3 separate regions of the Sus scrofa genome follow, and regions 2 and 3 are each linked to region 1. Evidence: chromatin contacts called from public Hi-C data. All regions are on one chromosome and are shown on one strand. Each heading gives the region's core, a stretch centred on a gene start, on an enhancer-like site or on the middle of the called end of the contact. The rest is flanking DNA. Distances are from core to core; before and after follow the strand shown. Region 1 has its middle 260 kb from the start of CD180. Region 2 has its middle 34 kb from the start of CD180. Region 3 has its middle 370 kb from the start of PIK3R1.

What was found. Hi-C and Micro-C count contacts between places; a contact is called where the count stands out from the background.
Region 2: a contact with region 1 is called in a Hi-C map of liver, with 6 times the contacts expected there. The contact joins two enhancer-like sites. A contact is called at or near these places in 1 of 5 promoter capture datasets (liver), 5 of 47 Hi-C or Micro-C datasets (liver and skeletal muscle) and 1 of 2 datasets of contacts at active chromatin or transcription factors (alveolar macrophages).
Region 3: a Hi-C map of liver shows a contact between it and region 1, with 5 times the contacts expected there. The contact joins two enhancer-like sites. A contact is called at or near these places in 1 of 47 Hi-C or Micro-C datasets (liver) and 1 of 2 datasets of contacts at active chromatin or transcription factors (alveolar macrophages).

The regions. Positions count from the first base shown.
Region 1 is chr16:45,843,602-45,846,744 of Sscrofa11.1, forward strand. No RefSeq gene overlaps it. Among named protein-coding and RNA genes, the nearest start is that of CD180, 260 kb to the left of the region's middle. Within about 2 kb of position 1,475, at least 1 of the 83 cell types and tissues checked has an H3K27ac peak or open chromatin away from gene starts, as enhancers often do. A contact at or near this core is called in liver, where this site is marked.
Region 2 is chr16:45,620,680-45,623,822 of Sscrofa11.1, forward strand. No RefSeq gene overlaps it. Among named protein-coding and RNA genes, the nearest start is that of CD180, 34 kb to the left of the region's middle. Within about 2 kb of position 1,717, at least 38 of the 83 cell types and tissues checked have an H3K27ac peak or open chromatin away from gene starts, as enhancers often do. A contact at or near this core is called in liver, where this site is marked.
Region 3 is chr16:46,063,270-46,066,412 of Sscrofa11.1, forward strand. No RefSeq gene overlaps it. Among named protein-coding and RNA genes, the nearest start is that of PIK3R1, 370 kb to the right of the region's middle. Within about 2 kb of position 1,727, at least 5 of the 83 cell types and tissues checked have an H3K27ac peak or open chromatin away from gene starts, as enhancers often do. A contact at or near this core is called in liver, where this site is marked.

The sequences.
Region 1 (3,143 bases), core at 225-2,724:
GCAAAATGTGTCCATTTGATTAGGTACCATTGGTTTCTTTTTGCTTTTATTTCTGTTGCTTTGGGAGACTGACCTGAGAAAACATTCCTAAGGTTGATGTCAGAGAATGTTTTGCCTCTGTTCTCTTCCAGGAGTTTGATGGTGTCTTGTCTTATATTTTGGTCTTTCAGCCATTTTGAGTTTATTTTGGTGCATGGTGTGAGGGTGTGTTCTCATTTCATTGCTTTGCATGCAGCTGTCCAGGTTTCCCAGCAATGCTTGCTGAATAGACTTTCTTTTTCCCATTTTGTGTTCTTGCCTCCTTTGCCAAATATTAATTGACCATAGGTGTCTGGGTTTATTTCTGGGTTCTCTATCCTGTTCCATTGGTCTGTATGTCTGTTTTGGTACCAGTACCACACTGTCTTGATGACTGTGGCTTTGTAATAGTGCCTGAATTCTGGGAGAGTTAACCTCCTGCTTGGTTTTTGCTTCATCTTAATAGATGCAGAAAAAGCATTTGACAAAGTTCAGCATCCACTCATGATAAAAATTCTCACCAAAGTGGGTATAGATGGAACATTCCTTAACATAATCAAAGCAATTTATGACAAACCCACAGCAAATATAATACTCAATAGGGAAAAACTGAAAGCTTTCCCAGTAAAATCTGGAACAAGACAGGTATGCCCACTCTCACCACTGTTATTCAACATAGTATTGGAAGTACTAGACACAGCAATCAGACAAACAAAAGAAATAAAGGCATCCAAATAGGAAGAGAAGTGGTAAAACTGTCACTGTAGGCAGATGACGTGATGTTATATATAGAAGACCCTAAAAACTCAACCCAAAAAACTCCTTGAACTGATTAACAAATTCAGCAATGTAGCAGGATATAAAATTAACGTCCAGAAATCAGTCGCATTTTTGTATACTAACAATGAAACTTTAAAAAAGGAATACAAAAACACAATACCTTTTAAAATTGGACCCCAAAAAATCAAATACCTGGGAATACACCTGACCAAGGAGGCAAAGGACCTAAAGAACTATAAAACATTAATCAAGGAAATTAAAGAAGAAGTAAAGAAATGGAAAGATAGTCCATGCTCCTGGATTGGAAAAATTAATATTGTAAAAATGGCCATACTACCCAAAGTAATCTACAGATTCAATGCAATCCCTATCAAATTACCCATGACATTTTTCACAGAACTAGAACAAACAATCCAAAAATTTATATGTAACCACAAAAAACCCAGACGCAATCCTGAGAAACAAAATTTTCTATTTTCTTATATACACTGCCTTCATACACCACCACAGCTGCTCCAGTCTCCTCGTTGATCCTCTCATTACACATCCACACAGAGAAATATTTTTTTAGGATTAGTGTGCTTTTGGTCATGGCAGAGTAACTAGTAATGGACTTTCCCCTCCACTGTAAACAAGTAGGAACTTGGATGAAATACCAACCAACAGGTTTCAGACATCAGCCAAGTGACAGGATTGCATCCCATGAGGCAAGAGAAACAAACAAGGTGAGCCCTAGACTGACACAGCTTTCTGCATGTAGGTGTTCAGTGGATCCTGGCCCGGAGAGAGGGAACTCAAGGGAAGCATCAGTGTCTTCACCAAACTCAGGTGACAGATATCAGAGTTTGTGCAAACAGAGACAGCTAGACATGGTAGACAATAGTAGAGTACCAGAAGAATGGAAGCTTCTCAGAGAAGGAGCTCCAAGACTGCAAGGGAGTAGAGGTATGGGGTGGGTGACTCTTGAGTTTTCAAATGAAAACTTAAGTGTATATGTACAGCAAGAAACACTAGGAGAGCAAAGAATGACCAAAGAATAAGCCAGACAATTATGAACAGAAAGCCATTCTAGTTTTAACCTGCCAGGAAAGAGAACTCAGTGGACACCTAAGGCATTCGGTAGAGATTCCTGAAAAGTCAGACATCGTAAGTATGGCCAGATTAGACCTGCCCTAACAAAGCCTAGGAAGAAACCTTAAACGGTCAAGCGGATCCTTTCAATTTAACTGCCTGACAAGTTGAAAGGAAACATTTTTACAATGAAGACGTCATTTAAATATACAACAACATAGCATAAATAATGCAGCATCCAGTTCCAAACTTTGAGGGGTCAAAAGAAGCAAAAATATGTAACCAGTAATCAAGAGAAAATTCAGGCATGATAAATAGACCCATCAATGATAGAGGTGATGACATTAGAAGACAAAGACTTTAAAACAGCCTTTAAATATTCCACAATTTAAAATAAAACATAAGCATAATGTGAAGAGGAATGAAGGATATATTAAAAAAAGAACCATGTGGAACTTTTGAATGATGGACTTGCACCCAGAATATATAAATAACTCTTATAATTCAGTAATAGTAAATTAAATGAACCAATTAAAATTAGCAAAAATTTAAAGGCATTTCACAAAAACAGATCTACAAATGGACATTTAGACATGAAAAGATACTATCATTAGACATCAGAAAAATGTAAATTAAAACTATAGTAAGATACCACTGTATGTCATTAGAATAGATAAAAACAAACTGAGAGTAACAAACATGTCTGAGAATATGGAGTTCTGGAATTCTCATTCATTGCTGCTGGTACTATAAAATGGAATAACCAGTTTGGAAAATAGTCTAGCAATTTCTGAAAAAAAATAAAATATGCTTACCATATGATTGAGAGAAGTGGACCTTAAAACTTTACATAAAAGCTATTGAACATTAAGAAGAAAATATTCCTTCAGCCTTTGCCACTGTATATCCCTTGGCTTAATGAACTCCTAGTCAGGAGAATCTAAGTTGCAAAAGTTTGTTCAAAGGTAAACTAAGGCATATTAAAAATTTTAAGAGTTTATTTGAGCAAAAACTGATTCCAGTAGAGCAGCGCCAAACTGAATGTGGTTAAAAGAGCTTTAGGGACAGGAGCCGGGGAAAGACTTATAGAGGAAAAAGTGAAATCAAAGTAAGGGAATTGTTTGGCTATAGCTTAAAGCCTACTTGGCTCTTTGTGATTGGTTGTCCTTAGGTTTCAATTTCTTAGCATTTATAGCCTTAGATTTTGGTTTTCTTATGTAGGTTCCAAGCATTGGAGCCACCTCAGTCTCATAGCCTCCTTGATTAGTTAACAA
Region 2 (3,143 bases), core at 467-2,966, 220 kb before region 1:
GCTCATCTGATGTTGGGTGACGGAGCACTGTCATCAGGCTAACCTAATTGATGGTGTATTTGGAGAATGGGCTAGTAAAATTTAAGCATTACACGCTGTATGGGTCACTTCCTGCTCCCTTCCTTATATCTTCTTCGCCTTTTGACTCCAGCCATTGCTGTGACAGCTTTGTGCAGTTGTGACCCATCAGGTCTTTGCCTTAACTGCACCGCATACCTCTTGCTTTCTGACACCCAGGCTGCTGCTTGCAGTGACCAGGTTAACCACCTTGCTCCATGCATACACTGGGGCAATAATGGGAGTTGGGGGATAAGTACTCCTCCACCCCATATTATTCAGAAAGATGTTGGGGCCTCATTCTACAAGGCAATTCAGAGCATCAGGGGGGAAGGAGCTGCAGTTGCCCATCCCAGTGACTAGTTCAATGAAGGGGCCTTGGATTGGCTTGCCCTCTTTCTCTGTTTAAATCTTCCTAGTCCTCTACTTCTGTTCCTTGGAATCACTTCCCAAAATTATTGATCTTGTCTCAGGCTCTACTTTTGGGAAGAACCTAGACAAAGACGGAAACCTTCATTTACAACCAGCTTCTCTAAGTTATGTTCTTCTCAGACCAAGAGATGTTTGGAAAATGGTTGCAAGTCTCATAAAGTAACCACTAAGTAAAGATAGTATAGGATACAAGGGCATAGGATAGCATCCACCATATAAATGTGCTATAAAGTGTGAAATGTTTTGTGAACCAGGCATTTTTACTCCTCAGTCAGGAGACATACTCAGACAATTGCTCAGTTTTGTAAAAACTCTTCTCCATAATTCTACAGCTGTGTCTTAGGTAGTAACCGAATAGTGATGTTTTGATCATAGTTTTACAGATGGTGAGGCCCTAGACACAGCAGCTTTCACTGAGCAAGTGATGAGGCCCTAGAAGATGTATGTCTTTCCCATGGAAGGTTAGTGCAGGGAGCCTGGATGTGAAACACTATGCTTATACTATTGGGCTGGATGGTTTGCTCTGATGTGTGTGAGTGTGGGTGTGTGGGTGTGTGCATGTGTGTTTGTTTCTTTTTTAAGCACAAGGTATCGATTCCAATCTAACGATTTTAAATATCACAATCCTTGGATTACAAACAGAAAAAAATGACATTTTTTTGGAAAATGGAAAACATTGGGCAGTAAAATTGGCATCTGAAACCCTGTACTTTGCCAAATGCTTAAATCACAGAGTTTTTGTATCTTTTGCAGCTAGAAGAGACATTTAAGATCACTCAGAGCTGGAGAGCCAAATGTTTTCTAACAGAACCAGGGCTAGAACCCAGACCTTGGGAGTCCCCTTCTCATGGTCCTTCTGATAGACCACACTGCCTTTGTTTGATGATCCTTCATTTAAACCAGTGGTTGGCCAACTTTTTCCATAAAGGGCCAGATGATAAATAATTTAGGCTTTGCAGGCCAGTGGTTACTGTCCCAGCTACTCGACTCTGACTTTTTTTTATGTGAAAGCAGCAATAGGGGAACTTACATAAATGAGCATGGCTGTGTTCCAATAAAGCTTTATGTAGAAACACCAGCACTAGGCTTGATTTGTCCTCTGTTTTATACTATTGGAGTCATGGTGATTTTTGCTTAAAGGTCACCAAAATGCTACTGGGTCCTAGAGAGTTAAAGCCGCCACCCAGCTTGGTGGCGAGCCAGGCTGTTGCATCACAGTCCACACATGATTGGGCTTCCTTCCAGGTCTGTGTATGATCAGACTCTGAGCCAGCAGCCAAGAGAGTGAGCCCGGCATCCATAGCACTCCTGTTTCCAGAAGGAATCACAAATTCCCTTCCTGTGCAGATAAAGGAACAATTGTACCAGAGGAGAACTTACTGGAAAGTAATACAGGGTCACCAGGAAGGAAAAGGAATTCACTCCTCGGTCATAGTCCTTAGTCTGGTTAGGAGTCGCTCAGACCTGGAAAGGCCAGCAGAGTTGCATGTCTGAATTTGGCAGGCCTCCAGGACTCCTCACTCAGAGGATAATACATTGGGCTTTGATGATTTCTGTGGCCCACTCAGAGCTTCCTTTGGTTGCTCCAAGTTGCCGCTTCCCTCTCACAGCCAGGTATCTAATTCTCTCCACTGTTTTACTCCCCTCCCATTTATCATCTGCCAGTGCTAAGCCTTTTTTCTGCTGTTAATCACAATCTCCAATAGGCAAAGATTGTCTTTTCTCGGTTTCGTCTTCCACTTGACACCTTAACTTTTGAGTCCCAGTTCTGAAGCCCTGTAAGACAAATGTCTTTCCATAGAAGAAGCTTGGCTTAAACCCTATGTTTATGCCTATGAAGTGGATGTTCGTTCCAGTACATGTGTATTAATGTGTGTGCCTGTGTGTATGTATGTGTGTGTATCTGATGACCTTTAAATCAGGAGGTCACCTTCCCTTTGGACCTCTCTGCCCAGGGAAGGTCCTTTACCGCCTCAGTACTCTAAGTTAGACTCACAAGTGGATATTCTCTGGCCAACATTCTCATGTTTTTACTCCTTCCCTCTCATTTTTCACCATGTGAATCCACAAAATAGTCTTTTTCATAATTGAAAGAATTAAAGACTTTTAAAGGCTGAATGATGTTTCCAATGGATTTAATGATGTAATCCTCAAAAGAGTATATGAATTACCTGTTTGTTTTTTTCTTTTGTCTCTCTCTTTTTTTTTTTTAATTTTTTTAATTTTCCCACTGTACAGCAAGGGGGTCTGGTTATCCTTACATGTATACATTACAATTACATTTTTTCCCCTACCCTTTGTTCTGTTGCAACATGAGTATCTAGACAAAGTTCTCAATGCTATTCAGCAGGATCTCCTTGTAAATCTATTCTAAGTTATGTCTGATAAGCCCAAGCTCCCGATCCCTCCCACTCCCTCCCCCTCCCATCAGGCAGCCACAAGTCTCTTCTCCAAGTCCAAGATACCATCTCACACCAGTCAGAATGGCCATCATTAATAAATCCACAAATAACAAGAGCTGGAGGGGCTGTGGAGAAAAGGGAACCCTCCTGCACTGTTGGTGGGAATGGAAACTGGTACAGCCACTATGGAGAACAGTTTGGAGATACCTTAGAAATCTATACATAGAACTTCCATATGACCCCGCAGTCCCA
Region 3 (3,143 bases), core at 477-2,976, 220 kb after region 1:
ATGTACTGAGGATGAAGACATGTTTCTTAAGATATTGAGACCCAATTCTTAATTTTTAGAATCTACTGTTTTTGTGTGTATGAGACAAAAGCTGTACTGTAACATTTCCCTTATACTCAACCCCATCTCATCAGTAGTATACAAAAAATATAAAGGAGAAAAATTTTTAAATTACCTTTCAGGAGTAATTATTTTCCAACTGCCTGTTGGAATGAGTATGGGACACAATGTCTAACATGGTGCTAGCCTATGGCCTCCATGTAAAAAGTGAACCTGAATTCATTTTCTCAGAATATAAAAGGCACTTGATCAGGACCAAGGCATTACAAAAGAAATAGGGTTTCTATTTGCAAGGAACTTGCAGTCTAGAGATGAAGGAAGCACAAAAATTTGCATATATATACATATTCTTCAGTGTATATAAGTAGTCTTTGATAGATTTCTGTATCATTTCTATTAATTAGGAATATTATACACACACATTATAAAACATTAATGGGTGTATGTATATATATGCACACAACACAACAAACTCAGCAACAATAAATTTTATGTGATGAGCATATATCACTTCTATATTTGAAAACTACTTGGTTAATAATATGAATGCTTAATATGTATTTAATAAGCACATAATAAGGTTTTTAGGTTATGTGTAGTCTTTTATATATGTGGATCTTGTGATGGGGAATATGCACAAGTGGTACAAAGCAAGTGCCACGGATCTCAAAGGGATAGATTTTTCTGTTAGAGGACTGGGGACTCAGGAAAGTTCCTGTTATCGATACATAAGGTGGCCATTTGAGCAGTATACTATAATCAAGACTATAATCTCTTCTCTTGATATCAAGATGATGACCTATCTGCCCTCTGGGAGTCCTTTTATATCACTCATTAGTAGGAGCTAATTGAAAACATCCCAAGTTTATGAGGTTTCGTAGCTCCCACCCTTCCAGAAAATACTGTTTTGGGTATCTAGCTTTGTACTCTTTTAAGGAAAGTGCTGCTTTCAGCTTTAGGGGGTTTGAAAATAAAATGTCTGATAATAAATCATCAGAGCATTTCCAAATCATGAGAGTGGTGACAGTGGCCTTAGGATTCCTGTCTAGATTAGTTTATTTTCCCCTAGAATAAACATTGAAACCAAATGTGAGTTTTGCAATAGAGGCAACCTTGTGTACAGGAAATAGCATGGAATTTGAAATCTGAAGACCTGGTTTGAGTCACATCTCCCCCTCTGCCTAATGGAGTGGTGGAGAACAAGCCAGTTAACTATATTTTCCCCATATCATTCACTCATTCAGTCAACCAATATTTACTGCCCACCCTGCCACGGTGGGCACTAGAAATCAGTAAAGAGGAAAGAAAAATCCAATGCCTCTATAGATCCTATACCTTTGTTGCAGATGTAGCAACGACATCAAAATGACTAAAGATTTACATAATTTTAAGGTAGTTAAAAGTGCCTGCATAGAAATTAGATGTAGTAGGGGAACAGAATGTGTAGGGATGGGCGGGAGTGGATTGGAGGAGGAAGTTGATGAGCTGGTCTGGGAAAGACTTTCTGAAGTTGTGACATTCAGGCAAAAACTGAATCTAAGGGCGTTAATGCTTCAGGATGGGAACCCTGAAATGGGAAATACAGTTGCAAAGGCCAGGGTTGAGGAAAGAACATCAGGTCCAGGGGAGCTAGAGTGGGTGAGAAAAACAGGGAACTGAAGGAGATGAAGTCAAAGTGGTTGCATTGACCTTATCACCAGAGCCGTCTCAGAGAGGAACAGTGAACGAGGACAGTCACAGGGTACCCACTGACTCATTCTGCAAGTGTTAGAAGCTAGCAAGGAAATGGAGCCCTGGTGTCCTTCTCATTGTTCATAGCCACCTGCCTTGACCAAGTATCTGTGTTTGGGCAGAAGAGAATTTGGCAGTTGACATTTTCCTTGGGAGAACTTGACAGCACCAGCCAATTTGGGGTTCAGAGGCAGTTACATTGTGTTCTATACAAGGTATTCATTTCTTGAGAAAAATCCATTTTAGTTAGTAGCTGGCCAGGACAGACCAACAGCTTGTCCCTTCATGCAGTAAGCACTTGGTGCACAAGTGTGCACTTTTGCTCTTCACCCTTGGACTGTCACATACAAGAGCAACTCTCTGATAACACAAGAAAACTGGAGGGAACCTTTCATATGCATGGCATGGTTTAAAGAAAGTTCTATTTCTAAATATATGTAGTAGTGCACGGACAACACATCATTTTACCTTTACTGTGCCCCTTCCTTCTGGGCTCAACTGCATATCTTGCATCTGATGTCATCTCTCATCTGCTTAACATTTGGAGAGGTATGATCACTAGAGAATGGTGTGGGAAACCAGGCTCAGACATAATCGCCCTTTCCCACAGACAAAAAGGGAGTAAGACTCAGTCAGTTTAGCCTTTGACAGCATAATGCAGGGTTGTCAGACTGGCCTCTCTTCCCAGATCATCACCTCCCTCCTGCTACTCTGCTATTAGCGTTGACCTCGTTGCTCTTTCTGCTGTCACTGCTCCTCTGCCTACCTCCTCCTGCTGTCCCAGATCACACTCTACTTTCCTGGGGCCAATTCTCTGCCCAGAAGTGTGGGAAGAGGAGGGAGAGGCTGCGGTGCTCATTTTCCAGGGCTACAGTCGTCTCAGTGTCTTGGTGTGGAAATACCTGCCCATCCACTGGCCTCCAGGCACCACGGTCCAAGAACACAGACGCTTTCATAAGCATCGGGCTTGCAGAGTGCATGTGAAACCTACGCAAGTTCAAATGGGCTTGAAAGGTTTTCAAATATGCTTTCCCATCGCTAATCTGCACATTCATCTGCACATCTGGCTTGGAAAATCTCAAGCCACAAGATCAGCTCTTCTTAGGGTGACTGGTTTGCCACTGTAATAAAGCCAAATGCGAACATGGGAGAAGTGGCTGTGAGAGGCAACTCCCATCCCACTGACTGCCCTCTAGACAGGAGATCTTCATTATGATGATTTTTTTTTTTGAGTTTCTGTCACTTAGACAACATTTAAAGTGGTATCTTAATAAATTGGGAGATGAAATGTCAGTCACCATCCCTCAATATTTCAAGCACACACTGCTTTGTACATGTAACTGATCATAAAA